3 separate regions of the Muntiacus reevesi genome follow, and all the other regions are linked to region 1. A link is a contact called in public Hi-C data. All regions are on one chromosome and are shown on one strand. Each heading gives the region's core, a stretch centred on a gene start, on an enhancer-like site or on the middle of the called end of the contact. The rest is flanking DNA. Distances are from core to core; before and after follow the strand shown. Region 1 holds the start of DDX10 (DEAD-box helicase 10). Region 2 holds the start of CUL5 (cullin 5). Region 3 holds the start of ACAT1 (acetyl-CoA acetyltransferase 1).

The links. Hi-C and Micro-C count contacts between places; a contact is called where the count stands out from the background.
Region 2: a contact with region 1 is called in a Hi-C map of blood, with 7 times the contacts expected there. The contact joins the promoter of CUL5 here to the promoter of DDX10 in region 1. A contact is called at or near these places in 2 of 3 Hi-C or Micro-C datasets (blood and muscle).
Region 3: a Hi-C map of muscle shows a contact between it and region 1, with 4 times the contacts expected there. The contact joins the promoter of ACAT1 here to the promoter of DDX10 in region 1. A contact is called at or near these places in 2 of 3 Hi-C or Micro-C datasets (blood and muscle).

The regions. Positions count from the first base shown.
Region 1 is chr9:72,956,540-72,961,553 of mMunRee1.1, forward strand. DDX10 (DEAD-box helicase 10) reads right to left here and starts at 2,290. Exons shown (of 18, transcript XM_065946144.1): 1 at 1,999-2,290. The coding sequence starts at 2,184.
Region 2 is chr9:73,666,277-73,671,290 of mMunRee1.1, forward strand. It overlaps CUL5 (cullin 5), which reads right to left and starts at 2,144. Exons shown (of 19, transcript XM_065943898.1): 1 at 1,711-2,144. The coding sequence starts at 1,734.
Region 3 is chr9:73,520,903-73,525,916 of mMunRee1.1, forward strand. It overlaps ACAT1 (acetyl-CoA acetyltransferase 1), which reads right to left and starts at 2,406. Exons shown (of 12, transcript XM_065944270.1): 1 at 2,264-2,406. The coding sequence starts at 2,335.

The DNA of each region.
Region 1 (5,014 bases), core at 1,040-3,539:
ATCCCCTGGAGGAGTGCATGGCAACCCACTCCAGTATTCTTGCCTAGAGAATCCCATAGACAAAGAAGCCTGGTGGGCTACAGTCCACAGGATCACAAAGAGTCAGACACGACTTAGAGACTGAATAACAAGAATACCCATAACTAACAAAGGTAGATACTATTATTCCTTTTAAAGACAAGAAAAGAGAAGCAGAGTAACTTGCCCAAAGTCACTCATGAGGTGAGCCAAGGTGAGTTGCACATGCATGTTCAGTAGTGTCCGACTCTGCAACCCCACAGGTGAGCAAAAGCCAGAACCAAATCACCATGATAACTTAAAACCCCCAATCACACACCCAAAAATATATATATGTATATATATGTGTGTGTGTATATATATATATATATATATATATATATATATATATACACAAGCCCAAAACAAACTCTAAGCTTTATCTAACCTTACTTTTGATCTAAGGGTTATTTAAAGAAAAGCTATACCAGTATGACACATGATGACTTTAATTCCAGATATGTCCCATATTTTAAATCCCTGATTACACTGCACTAAAAAGAAGCAATCACTGAAAGGCTGAGTGAGGTGGGTGAAGGTCAACAGACATAGAATTTATGGGGAAGGAAAAGAAAGGGTAGTGGCAGCCCCAAGGAGCCTGAGCAGGTAAGAGAAGTCAAGAAGTCAAAATGATAACTACAGGGATGCTCATCTGGGAACATCAACTACATTGGAGGATGGTGAAGTATCAGAAACAGACCAGGAATCCAGCTTTTCTACGGCAATTCTCGGATGGGGACATGAAACAAGTTGTTGTCCTTCAGTTGAGAAAATGAAATAAGTGTAGGAAGGATGGGCGACATTCAGAGACACAATTCTAGCATAATGGTTAAAAGCAAAGGCTTTGGAATCAGAGAAACATGAGTCTGGGTTCCAATGCCACACCACTTACTACATGTGAGAGCTAAAGACAAGTTTCTTATTCTCCTGGATCCTCAAGGTTCTCATCTGTAAAAGGGAAATAAGACCCAATACCTCAGATCAAGTCAAATAATTAATGTAAACCACATGGTGAGTGGCTTACAATGTGTCATTATATACCATTAGGTTGTATTATTTTTATGAACATTGCAAAACCACTGCAGATGGTGACTGCAGTCATGAAATTAAAAGACGCTTACTCCTTGGAAGGAAAGTCATGACCACCCTAGACAGTATGTTAAAAAGCAGAGACATTACTTTACCAACAAAGGTCCGTCCAGTCAAAGCTATGGTTTTTCCAGTAGTCATGTATGGATGTGAGAGTTGGACTATAAAGAAAGTTGAGCACGAAGAATTGATGCTTTTGAACTGTGGGGTTGGAGAAGATTCTTCAGAGTCCCTTGGACTGCGAGGAGACCCAACCAGTCCATCCTAAAGGAAATCAATCCTGAATATTCATTGGAAGGACTGATGTTGAAGCTGAAACTCCAATACTTTGGCCACCTGATGCGAAGAACTGACTCATCTGAAAAGACCCTGATGCTGGGAAAGACTGAAGGCAGGAAGAGAAGGGGACGACAGAGCATGAGATGGTTGGATGGCATCACCGACTCAACGGCCATGAGTTTGAATAAACTCTGGGAGTTGGTGATGGACAGGGAGGCCTAGCGTGCTGCAGTAGTCCCTGGGGTCGCAAAGAGTCGGACACGACTGAGTGACTGAACTGAACTGATTACTATTACAGCAATTAATCTCCCTATGTTTAAGCACTACTACATTTTCCCCATTTCATAAAACCGCTGTAGTGAGCCAGAGGGCGGCCTGGTCGGTCAGGAGGCCTGGGCTTGGCACCCAGAAGACCACCTGTGGCCTCAACAGGGTCCCCGGGGGCACCTCTCATCCCACCCCCTTCTCCTGCTCCCCAGGCAAGGTCCCAGTGCCCGGTCGGCCCGCTCGCCCGTGCGGCCCAGTGCGGCAGGGACACGCGGCCCCGCGCCCCCTCCCCGGCGCCGGCCTTACCTTCTCGTAATTCTCCATGAGGCGGCTGATAACCTCGCGCTCGACCTGCCACTCGGGTTTCTTCTGCTGTTTCCTCATCTGCTTCTTTTGGCTCTGCTTGTGGCTGTGTTTCTTCTTCCAACGATTGAAGCTCCGCACCGGGTCGGGCCGGGCTCCCGTAGCCCGAGGGTCCGCTGTTTTTCCCATCGCGGCGGCGGTGGCGACAACCCACACCTCGGTGAGACTCGAGACCCCTCTGGCCAAGCGCGGAGATAACGCACTGAGAGGACGCGGAACCAGCGTGGGGAGAGAGGACGACTACGCAGGCGCGAAACCAGGAGCCCGCCCCCGGGCTTTTAAAACCGGGGCACGCGCGGTCCACGACCAGGGAAAACTGGATGGTGATTGGCGACTTGGAATTCGCGGGGCGGAGCGAATCAGTCTCGGGTGGAAGTGGAGGCGGGGCAATCTGAGGAAGAGGGCGGGGCTGAGTGGCTCCTAAAGCACGCCGTCGCTTTAAATAGGCGCACGAGCCCAGCTTGCTGTTACTATGGTGACGTCATATAACTTAACATTTAAAAGCCTGTTACTTTGCCCTGTCTTTTCCTTGGCAAACCGCAGGCTGACACGCACCGCCCAACCCCCAGTATACACACACACAAAATCGGTGAATTAGAATTGTGATCCTCGTTTTGCACGTTTCAGCCCAAGGAGTGGAATGATTTGCTGTTGTGTTAATTATTGTTGTTTTTAAATATTTTACCCTCTAAGTACAGAGTCAATGGGGATTCCCAGATGGCTCAGTGGTAAAGAATAAACCTAGGAGATGCAAGTTCATTCCCTGGGTCGGAAAGGTCCCCTGGAGTAGAAAAGGCAGCCCACTCCAGAATTCTTGCCTGAAAAATCCCATAGGCAGAGGAGCTTGGCGGGCTACAGTCCCTGGGGTCGCAGAGTCCGACACGACTGAACGAGCGAGCACGCACATTGTCTTTATTCCATAGCACTAATAGTTGCATGTATGCCTTTGAAATCCAACTTCAATTTTGAATGTTTAACATTTTGCTGACATACATTTTCATTCTCTTTATCATTTCTTGAAACGTGATAAATACCAATCTTTGCACCCGTTTGCATTTTTTTCATTCATTGATAGTTTTTAATAAGAACAAATTCCTTCAAGATACAATAAACAGAATCTAGTAAGTTTTCACTGTTTTAGGAAGTTTCTATTTTTAAAAAAGTTTCCAAAACTTCCATCTGTGCTGCTTTTTGTTTTTATTCTTTAATATGTATTTATTTGGCTGTGTTGGGTCTTCATTGCAATAAAAAGCTTAAGAGCTTTGTATTCTATCTCAAATGTGTAAAAGTTTGAGAGAATATATACCCCAAATAACTGCTAAATTTCAACATTGACTGTTTTTGCCTAATGACATTTTATGAGAACAAGGAAACATATACTGTTACATAATCATCTAATTGCTAAATTATTGTTATAAAATATGTACTTTGGGGATCTTATTTTGACTGCAGAATCAGAGGATTTCCCCCCTCCTTTTTTTAAACAAATCTGAGGTTTAACAAATAACAAATGTTGGCAAGAATGTAAGAAAAAGGGAACCCTCATACAGTGTTGATGGGAATGTAAATTGGTGCAGCTGGGAAACATTATGGAAGTTTCTCTAAAAACTAAAAATGGAACTATCATAGGACCCAGCAATTCCACTTCTGGGTATGTATCTGGAAAAAAGAAAAAACATTAGTTCAAAAAGATACATGCACCCCAATGTTCATAGCAGCATCATTCACAGTTGTCAAGATATGGCAGCAACCTAAATATCTGTCAAGAGATGAGTGAATAAACAAGTGGTAGTGTACATATATACATATACATATATATACATACACACATATGTGTATATGATGGAATATACATATACAATGTATATCCCATCCATATCCAATGGAATATTACTCACCCATAAAGAAAGAATGAAATTTTGCCATTTGCAGCAACATGGATGGACTTGGAGCACATTAAGCCAAGTGAAATAATCAGAGAGAGAAAGACAACTATTGTATGACATAACTTATATGTGGACTCTAAAAAGCACAACAAACTAGTGAATAAAACAAAAAAGAAGGAGGCTCACAGATATAGAGAACAAACCAGTGGTTACCAGTTGGGAGAAGGAATTGAGGAGGGGCAAAATAGGGGTAGGTGATTAAGAGGTACCAACCATTTAGGCTTAAAATAAGCCACAAGTACAATATAGGAAATATAGCCAATATTCTATAATAACTATAAATGGAGTATAACCTTTAAAATTGTGACTTGTTATATTGTACACCTTTAATTTATATAATATTGTACATCAATGATACTTCAATTTTAAAAACTTGATAGTTTTACTAAAATATGTTTCAGAGTTAACTGCTACCAGTTGATTTTTTTCCAGGCACAGAGTCTCTTTAATAGTAGTTCTTTGTTTAAGTTTTTCTACTGTCTATAATATAACTGCTTCTTTACATTGTTACTGAAATTAAATATTGTTTAATTTCAAGAGAGTCCCACAACAGCTGAATAACTTGGTCTAGGAATCTAAAAGATGATTCCATCTAAGTCCTCTTATCATGTAAAAATAGCAAACAATTTATGGTAAATCAATTCAATTATATGTCAACTTTTTACTAAAAAGGAAATCAACAAAGCATATGTTTATTCAGAAAAAGAAATCCCTCTGTTTCTTTGTGTCTTATCAACATCATCAGTCTGAAGTCATTCTAAGGACACAATACGTCTTTGGAATTTCAGAAATTGCATCTTAAGTTGGTTCCATCTTCTTTAAATCATATCCTCTAAAACTTGGCAGAGTCAACCTGCAACCACCTTAATCCCAGAGAGCCAGAGTGTATGAAACCTCTCTGACATTTTCAACAACAAAAACATATCTGCCTAATTAGCCAGAACACATAAACTATTTAAAAGAAGACCAAGAAGTTCTGGCCCACCACAGCTGCTCTGTTGCTAGCCACAGTC
Region 2 (5,014 bases), core at 894-3,393, 710 kb after region 1:
AAAGTGACTCACTCTTTCCTGAGACACAAATCTGGGAGGAAAAAAGACTTTGCTTTATATCCACGTTATCAATTAGTCAAAAATTCACAATTATTTTAAACACATTTCAATTAATAACATACACTATTGGTTATGTAAATGCATGGATACATTAACAGGAGTCTTTGCAAGTTGAAGTTTTTTTTCTGAATTAATATATTAGAACTTTGCTATACTGATATAAAAGAAGTGAATTACTCAACTTCCATGAACTTGTTTCCTTAGAGAAACATCAGTAGTAACTGTAGTAATTAATGTGTATTGCATACCAGTTAAGACCCAGTCGCTGTTTTAAGATTATATATATACCAACTCAATCTTCACAAAGCTCCTATGAAATAAGTGCTATTGATGATTTCATTATATTGATGAGGAAACTCAGGAACGGAGAGATTTAGAAACTTGCCCAAAGTCATGGAGCAGAAAAGCTAAGTAGCAGAAATTCGGTCTAGTTCTGGGTCCCTCCCTCTTTTAAAAGAAGACGCGGGGTTGCGGGGGGAGGGGGGGGCGGTTAATATGTGTGTGTTAGTTGCTCAGTCGTGTCACTCTTTGCGACCCTGTGGACTGTAGCCCACCAGGGTCCTCTATCCATGGAATTCTCCAGGCAAGAACACTGAAGTGGGTTGCCATTCCCTTCTCTAAAAGACGACATTCTACCTCTAAAATTAGTAAAATTAGAGGGACTAATACAGTTAGTATTAGTAGTCTAAAGAAGACAAGAGGTTACAGTTAAGTTTTAACATATTTTCTATTCTCTGTCAACACTGTCTGAAGGCTTAATTGACAGGGTTTTTGAGGGAGAAGTAGTTCATATACTACCCCCATTTCAGAAATACTTTTAAGGTATAAAGTATTGCCTACTACAAACATACCATAGAGGAAACTAGTGCAGGTCTTCCTCCTTCTCCTCTAAACTTTGTAACTCATGGCAGAGAATCTGCCTCTCTGGGCCTAGATCCCCCTTGCTATCCCAAATACATAAAACTAACTTTAACGGTTTTCTTTGATAAGGCAACTTTCCTAAGCCCTAAAACAACAGCAGTGCTTCCACTGTCGTCATCTGGTTGTGTGCTGTAATGGGGTTGATTGAGGAACAGTTTCCTAAGTTAAAAAAGGGTAAAAATACGAACTCAAGAAAGGAAGAACAGAAGGGAAGGTGTAGTAAGCAGTTAAGGGAGGGAGTGGGGCGGCAGGCGCTGCCGTCTTACTTGGAATTCCGCGCAGATAGAAGAGAAACTGAGGAGGTGGGGGTCCGGTCGCTAAAACCTGTTAGCAACATTTTCTGGGATTTTCTTATCTGCGTCTCAAGACTCGCGCTTCAGAAGAATCTGAGACCCTAAGGACACTAACTGCCCGATCCGTCAGGACGTGCCACCACCTTTCTTCTGGGGTCCCGGGCCAGCGCTGGCCCTTTGAGACCACTGTCCGCCGTCAGCCCTCGCCCGGGCCTTTCATACACCGGGCAACCGGCAGCAGGGACAACCAGGGCCTCTCGACCCCAAGGCCGGAGAACCGCGTTCCGCTCCTCGGCGGCTGCCTCCCCGGTTTCTCTTCCGGTAGACAACCCCTGAACACACCCCCATTTCGCCGCTAAACCAGAACCGAGTCATTCCCCAAGAGCTGAACCCACCGCTCGCGGAGCAGAAATCCAAGCCGGACTAAGGGTCTTACCTTTAACAGATTAGACGTCGCCATGTTCCTTCAACTTAGACTCTCGCGAGACCGCGCGAGATTTCGTGGCGCTCGGTGCCAGGCCACTACTGCAGGCCCGAGTTTCCCACCTGGGCCGAGGGGCCCCCGGGCGGGCACTGTGGATGTGGTGGGCGCCGGCGTGCACACAGCGCTGACCTCGTCCCTCACTCCCGGAGCTTCCTCGCTCTTCCCTCCCTACATGGTCACCGGGGCCTCTCCTTACTAGAGAGCTCATGCAAACACTCAGGGAGACGGCAGCGGCGAAAGGTGAGAGGGAACAGGAGCCGACCTGAAATCGGAAGAGGAAGCATCGGCTCCACGAGCCTCCCCACTCCTTCAGATGAGCCTCTGTGGTGGCACCCGCAGAGACCACTGGCAACGAATTTAGCTCGGTTTGGGACCGGCCGCTCTGGTTCGGCGGCCGCGTCACGTGACGCGGCGGGCGGGGCCGCGCTCGGGAGCGAGCGTGGGAGCCTGAAAGCTTCGTGGGCCGAGATCCCGCCGCGAGGGCGGGGGCACGCCCTCTGCTGGCAGGAGTATATGTCTTCCTCCCTCCGCCGCCGTGTGCTGGGGGGAGGTTACGGAAAAGACATTATCCGGAATGAAATGCTTGTAATAACTGTCTTCAAGACCTGGCGCATTAAGGGACCCAAGAAATATTTGTTTGCATGAATCAATGAATCCATGCACGAACGTGTTAACTATTAATATTTCTACTCAAGATGGCCTGGCACTGAAATAACCTGTAAGAGCTTGATCAGGTATAACAGAACATCCTATACCCTAAGACCCCTAAGCGTTATCCCTTCAGACCTCAAACCACTGGCCAAATAAAGGGAATATAATTTATATGTAGAACCTACAATATACCTAGTATTGTATTCTACACGTTTCCGAACTGTTCATTCATACATAATATGTGAGAAGTTAGAGCTATAGAGCAAAATAAAGCAGAGAAGAGGGATGCAGTTTGCGGTTTTAAACAGAGGGATCCAAGTAGGTCTCACTGAGAAGATGGCATTTGAGCGAAAAGACTTGAAAGCGGTGAGGGAGAATGCCAGGACATATTTGGGAGGAGCGCATTCCCTATAGGGGGGAGCACAGGTGGCACGTTGCCCAGAGTTTCAGAGGGACAGTTAGAAGGTTAGTGTGTTTAGAGCGGAGAGAGAGTAAGAAGAATAGAAGGCCTTATTGGGCCTTGTACACCACAGCCAAGACTGGCTCTTATTCTCAGTGAGATGGGCAATCATTGCAGGTTTTTGAACAGAGGAGTGGTATGATCAGACTCCCGTTTAAACGTGATTGGTCTGACTACTCTAGTGAATCCAATGAGAAGAGTAATTTAGAAAGCTTTTGTATTATCTTGTTAGATCGACACAATCATGCCACCTAGATGGCCTACATTTTACAGTGATTTATTAGTGATCTAGGCATGATTAAACAATGACTACATGGTAGAACAAGGATTCAGAGCCACTAGGCCTGTAATGTCCTGTCAACATGGAGATGACTCAGAGGTCATCTTTGTTCTACAGGTGAGAAAATGGAAACTTCTTTCTGGTCAGGGTCACAACTGGGTCAGACGAAAAGTCTGGTCCAGAATAAACTTTGTATAATTATGGATCCCTTTCCCAGTGACCCTGGGTTGTCTTCAACCCTAGTTCAACTCTACTGCTTTATTTGCAAAGTGTAAGTTGATTAATTTATAACTATGTACCATTAAAAAGTTAGGCAACATACTGTAATAGAGCAGTTGAATATGTTCATAAATTAATGACCCTTCTTAAAGAATTCATTATTAAGTAGTTAAGTATCTAATGCCTGTTCAAGTGTCTTGTTATGTACTAAGCACTGGAAATCTAGGATTAATGAGACAGATAAGACCTCTGTCCTCTTGGAGCTTATAGTCTAATAAGGGAGCTAGATATTAAGCATAGTTACATGAATCAAATGTTGCTGAAATGGAGTTGTGATAAATACCGCAAAGGTAAAATACAATGTGTTGTTCCGAGCATGTGGTTTGGAAGGGACTACTATCCTGTACTATTCCTATGATCACACTCTGAATCTTGTGACTACTTCTGAATTTTCAGTTTCATATATCCCACTGCCTAACAAGACATTCCTTTCTCCAAACTTGCTTGCTCTGGCATCTCCACTGTTACAGTCTGACCTGAAATGAGTTCTTCATTCCATTGACCCCGCTACCTCCTTGTTCTCTATCATTCCCTCCTTTTTCACTTTCTTCCTCACCCAATTTAGCTTCTGTAAACCATCATTATTAAAATATTTAAATATTTTATTTATTTAAATATAGAGAACACAATCACATAACATAAAATTCAGAAGGTACTAAAAGGATTACAGTTAAAAGTAAGCCTCCTTCCCTTTCCTAGCATAATGTTCTATATTGTGGTAGGTATTTGGTTTACTCAGGTGTATTGTTATTGTGTTGTTGTTTAAGCAGTAAGCCATGTTCGACTCTTTGTGACCCCATGGTCTGTAGCCTATTAGGCTCCTCTGTCCATGGGATTTCCCAGGCAAGAATACTGGAGTGGATTGCCACTTTCTCCTCCAGGGGATCTTCCCAACCCAGGAATCAAACCCATGTTTCCTGCTTGGCAGGCAGATTTTTACCACTGTTAATTTGTCAAAACCCAGTCAGTGTACCATTAAAATTTTTGCATCTCATTCAAAAGAAAAAGCAGAAACAGCATTTGAGTTTAGTTAATGATATTCAGGCTGAAGAATTTAGGAATAACTGAAGTTATGTTTACCATTTGCTTTGAAATGTATCAAAAAATAAGATGGATTGATGGTTGCATAGAAAAGTTGACAAAGCAATTATAGTAAAAAATGTTAATGGCAGAATCTGGGATGGATTAACTAGTGTCCTCTATGTAAAATCTTTCAGTTTGTCTATAATGTTTAACATTTTTCATAATTAAATGTTGTGGGACATTTTTTTAATAGACTTCCTTTCCTCCACAGTCCGTTAGGCAACTGTTGTCCCTTACTCAGAAATAATAATTATAAATTTCTTGTGAATCCTCAGGACATTTGCTGCATATATAAACATTCATATATGTATTTATTTTCTCTTCCCACAAACAATGGCATACCAGTTATACACTTAACATCTTTTTTCCCACTCAGCTATATGATATAAATCTGAAAAATATATTTGTGTTTATTTTTTTCACACTTCCTTATAGAAATCCAAGCAAGACTGGCAGACCATAAAGCACCTGTTACTACCAGAAAGTTTGGGATTGTTACTCCC
Region 3 (5,014 bases), core at 1,156-3,655, 560 kb after region 1:
TGTGGTACACATATACATATATGTGGTACATATATCACTGTACATATGTACAATGTACATTGTGGTACAATGGAATATTACTCAGCCATTAAAAAGAATGAAATAATGCCATTTGCAGCAACATGGATAGACCTAAAAGTAAGTCAGACAGAGGCGGAGAAATATCATATGACATCCCTTATACATGGAATCCAAAAATAAACTATACAAATGAACTTACTTACAAAACAGAAAGAGACTCAAGAGACTTAGCAAATGAACTTACAGTTGCAGAGGGGAGGGTGGGAGAAGATAGATAGGGACTTTGGGAAGGTCATGTACATGCTGCTGTATTTAAAATGGATAACCAACAAAGACATATTTTGTAGTACATGAAACTCTGCTCAACGTTATGTGCCAGCCTGGATAGAGTGGGCTTTGGGGGAGAATGGATACACCTATATGCAATGTTGAGTTCCTTTGCTCTTCACCTGAAACTACCACAACATTGTTAACTGGCTATACCTCAATACAAAATAAAAGGCTTAAAGTTACAAAAAAAAGAAAAGAAAATTAACTTGTTTCAAAACAGCAAGACAGGAGTTTAAAGGAGGGAATAATCAACAGTGTCAAGAATACTTGAGTAGGTTGCCATTTCCTTCTCCAGGGGATCTTCCTGACCCAGGGATTCAACACATCTCCTGCACTGCAGGCAGATTCTTTATGGACTGAACTACCAGGGAAGCCCCATCAACATCATCAAACACAGCATAAAGAAAGGTCAAGAAGAAGAAACACAGGAAATGAAAAGGACTGGTAGCCTTCAGTTGAGTAGAATAGAAATCTAACTGCAGAGGTTTCAAGAGAAATGGATGTAAACAAGGGTGACAAGGACTACTCTTTTGACCATATGAAAAAAGCAACTCCAGTTGAAAAGCAAAAAGCTCTGATTAAGGCCATAAGTTTGTTGCTGATTAAGGGAGACCTGTGTGTTTCTGAAGGCAAACGAGAAAAAGCCAGTTTAATAGGCTAGAGATTACGTTTCATTCCACAAAGGGGCACGGAACACTGAAAATCCTGTTAAAACAAACTGTATCTCCATGCTTCAGTAAATGACCACTTAATTTAAGTAACAAACGAACACCACAAATCACACGCTATATAATCTACAGCTTCATTTTTCTCATCAGCAACATTTGTGTTTGATTTTGAGCTGTTAATTAAACTAAATTAAGAGGGTTCTGCACTTCGTTATGTTTTGTTTTTTACAAACTTAAGTATCTAGTTTTCACCTAATTACCTAGTAAACTCTGGTTTGAAATTCAGGATGTCCTGGTCACATTTTTGTGATTTACCACAAACTAAAAAATACACGAAGAACTCATGATTCCTGGAAAACCACTCCTCCTGACTTTTATTATCTCAGTCCCCCAGGATTAATTTTAGACTTTTCCTTTTCCCTTGGTTCTCCATCCTCACTCTGCATTTGACAAGTTCTACATTTATTCCTTCACAATCTCTTGCATAATGCAAGATATTTCCCCCCGACTTCAACCGTCCTAGACCTCTAATTATGACAATAACAAAAATATAAACGGTCCTCAATGACTTAAGTCAAATTTAAACTCTTAACAATAGAACTAGATTTCAAATTTTATTGCTCCACCCAAACTAGAAAAGTCACGCCTCACCACCACACCCTGAAACTCTCGACCTTGGCTTTTGCCAGACCCTAAAGCTGTTGTGCAAGCTAGCTCGCTCTGATGGATGGAAAATAGTAGATTCTTCCAAGGCTGTCGCTCCTGTGTTCACAACACAAACAAGGCTCTGGATGCCCTTGGTACGTAAGCGCCACGCATCAAGAAACCGAGGAGCCACTTATTTTCCCTAATAGGTCTGAAGTTGCTCCGAGTTGGCACATCGATTTATCATCACTCTGTAAGCCCAAAATGATTACCTACGGCATGAAATTAAAACCTCCTGACTGTAACGTTCACAAATGTGTTTCGAAGAAAAGCTGGGAAGCAGTTTTACAGGACTTCCCTACCCGTGGGGCAAGGTCGAAACCAGGCCCCGGGCCTTTCTGCGCGTCAAAACACCTGCCCGCTTTGACACTAGAAAGCGGCGGCTATACGCCGACAGGGCCGCGGCGACCGGAAACGCTGCGTAGGAGCCTGCGTGTCTGGGCGCGGGGCGGGGGTCTTCCCAAGGCCCGCACTGAGGGCTCCTTCCGGCCGCGCGGCCGCGGCCAAGGCCTCGCGAGGCGAGTCCCAAACCCTCTCACCTGTACCCGCCTCTGAAGCAGGGGGCCGCGCCCGCGCGCGCCGCGCCGCAGAAGGGCCGCTAACACAGGCATGATCTCCGACTTCTCTCTCTGGCTTAGAAGTGCGGGGCGGCGCGGCGCGGCGCGGCGCGGCGCGGCGGGGCCCCGACTCAGCTCCTCCCACCGCGCCGCCTCTTCCAATAGCAGCCTCGGACCGCGACGGCCGGCGGCCATTGGCCGGCAGCGGAGGAGGGGTCGGGCGGGGCCTGGCGCCGGAGCCGCCAAGCGGCCCTCGGCCGGAGAAGCTAGTGCAGAAGCCTCGTGAAGTGGCGCTGGCTCGCTTCCCCGCCACTCTGACTATCTGAGGCCAGTGGTTGATGTGTAACCTGGGCCTGGTTTTCTCACTTATACACGCAAAGCTCAAAGGAAATTTATGAAAATATTTTTAAGCAATCCAGTTTAGCTTTTCACTTATAATTTTTCAATTGCTTCTTAGTAGGAGGACGAAGAGGAATAGAAAACATGAATGACTAACTTTGAACAATTAGCAAGATTATATTAACCTTCATGAAAACTCCATAAACTACATGTTATTATCTACTCTTTAACTAATGGGATAGCTGAGATACAAAGAAGTTAATTTTTTTTGTCCATGATTGCGTGGAAAGTGGTAGAACTGGCGTCTGGACTGGAATCATTACGTGATGTTGCTTTCTTATACATATTTCCGGAGAATGATAATAGTGTTAACTATGATTATTCTGACATTTGGGGAACCCATTGCTTAATTTTGGATCTTCAGCTGGAGAAAGCAAAACTTTGTAACATTATTTTTCTTTATTAAATTTTTTTTCTATTTCTTTTGTTTTGTTGTTGTTGTTGTTGTCTGGGGTTTTTTCGGGGCGGGGGTCTGTGTGGTCTGTGCCTCTTGTGGGATCTTTGTTCACCAACCAGGAATTGAAGCCAGTCAGACCTTTCGTAGTGAAAGTGCAGAGTCCTAACCATTGGCAGACCAATGAATTCTCTATTATTTATTTTACACAGAAGACAGGAGTGACAAGAGGACTTTACTTACCCCAAGGCAAACCCATATTTTTCCTAAAGTAAAATCCCCACCCTTAACTATGTTTTGTAACAAGTGGGAGATTGTAGTTTTCAAAGTTGGTCACATTTAAAGATAAGGTTGACCTGCACCGGGCAGGGCTGCAAGCCTTTTGATTGCTCAGCCTCAAGATGCAAGGAACACAGAGTTAGCAAGAGACATCAATGGTTTATTGGATAGGGGATCTTACACCAGAAGCAAGAGGGTTCTACAGAGACATACTCTAATGGGTGGCAGATGGCAGGCTGGCCGTGGCATGAGTCTTCCCTGTCAGAAGAGGGAATTGTTACAGAGGAAATTGATATCAGGATGGCTCATTGGTTACCAGGGAAACCAGCAGAGGAGCACAACCCTCACTGCCCCTTTGATAAACCATCTTTGTGAAGTTGTTCTGATTTTAAGATCACAACAGTCAGTAGCTGGGGTGGGGGCAACTCTGTAGGCCTTTACTGATCAGGTTCTATGATTAAGAGGCAAGATCAGTCAGGTGAGTAGGATGTAGCTGAAGCAGGGTCTGATTGTGAAGGGGATGTACAGCCAGCAAGACAGCAGCCATCTTGGGTAGCTTAATCATACAATTAGCTCACCCTACAAGTTCTGCTTTCAATGTGACTTATGCTCACTCCTCCAAGTAGAGGTGGGGTCTGTGTTCTCTCCTTCCAGGCTAGGTCTAGACAGAAATATGGATAAAGAAGTTTGTCTAATGATTCCAGTTCTCAGACTCCAAGCCTCCCAGCTGAGACCCTAGACATCATGGAGAAGAGACCAGCCATCCCTTCCTGTGCCCTGTCTGAACTCATGATCCACGGGAACAAAGATAGAAAATAAATGGCTATTGTTTTAAGCCAGTACATTTTGGGGTCATTTTTACATAGTAATAGATAAATACAGCACTCCTAACTTCCCCAATCACCCAAGGTTGGTCCCTTAGAGTGAGGTGTGATGCCTCTGTGTATCAATAGGCCATCAAATCCTGCTTCCTTCCTTTGAATGTTACACTCAAGTCTCCTCTCTTGCTGACACTACTCTAGGCCAAGCACAAACATTTTCATAGCTATTGCTTTAATACCTGTTGAAATCATTACAATGTGTACCAGTTCTTTAATTGTGTTTGTGTGTGTGTGTGAAATGCACGAGATATATCTATCTGATCTTTATCTGAAAAAGTTGAATTTTTAAAGAACTCAGAAAATTAAACAGCTAGTCTGGCCTAATAAACAAAGGCCAAGGCTGATAAGTAGACATGGAAAAATAGTAAAAAATGACTAGTTATAATAATAGCTCCTTATTATTTCTAAGTATGGGGCATTTCTTTCACCAGGTAATTCACTTAATCCTCACAAAAATTCCATTAATTAGGGAGTTTTATTGCTCACATTTCTATAAAGAAACAGATAAGTTATATAAATTGTCCAAGGTCACAGAGCAAGTAATTAGTAACAGAGCTACAATCTGAACCCAAACTGTCTGGTTGCCAGGACTAGACTTAATCTCTACATTAGCTGTGCCTTAGGAGAATTCCCTTAGAAGCACAGAGGGTCAACTTTGACTTGGCAATTCTGTTATCAAAAGCACCATCAGGAAATATTGCCTCTATGTTGGACTGGATGACTTCTAGAGCAGTTCAAAGAGACTTAGGGGCAGTGGGGAGAGAAAAATAGCAAATATGC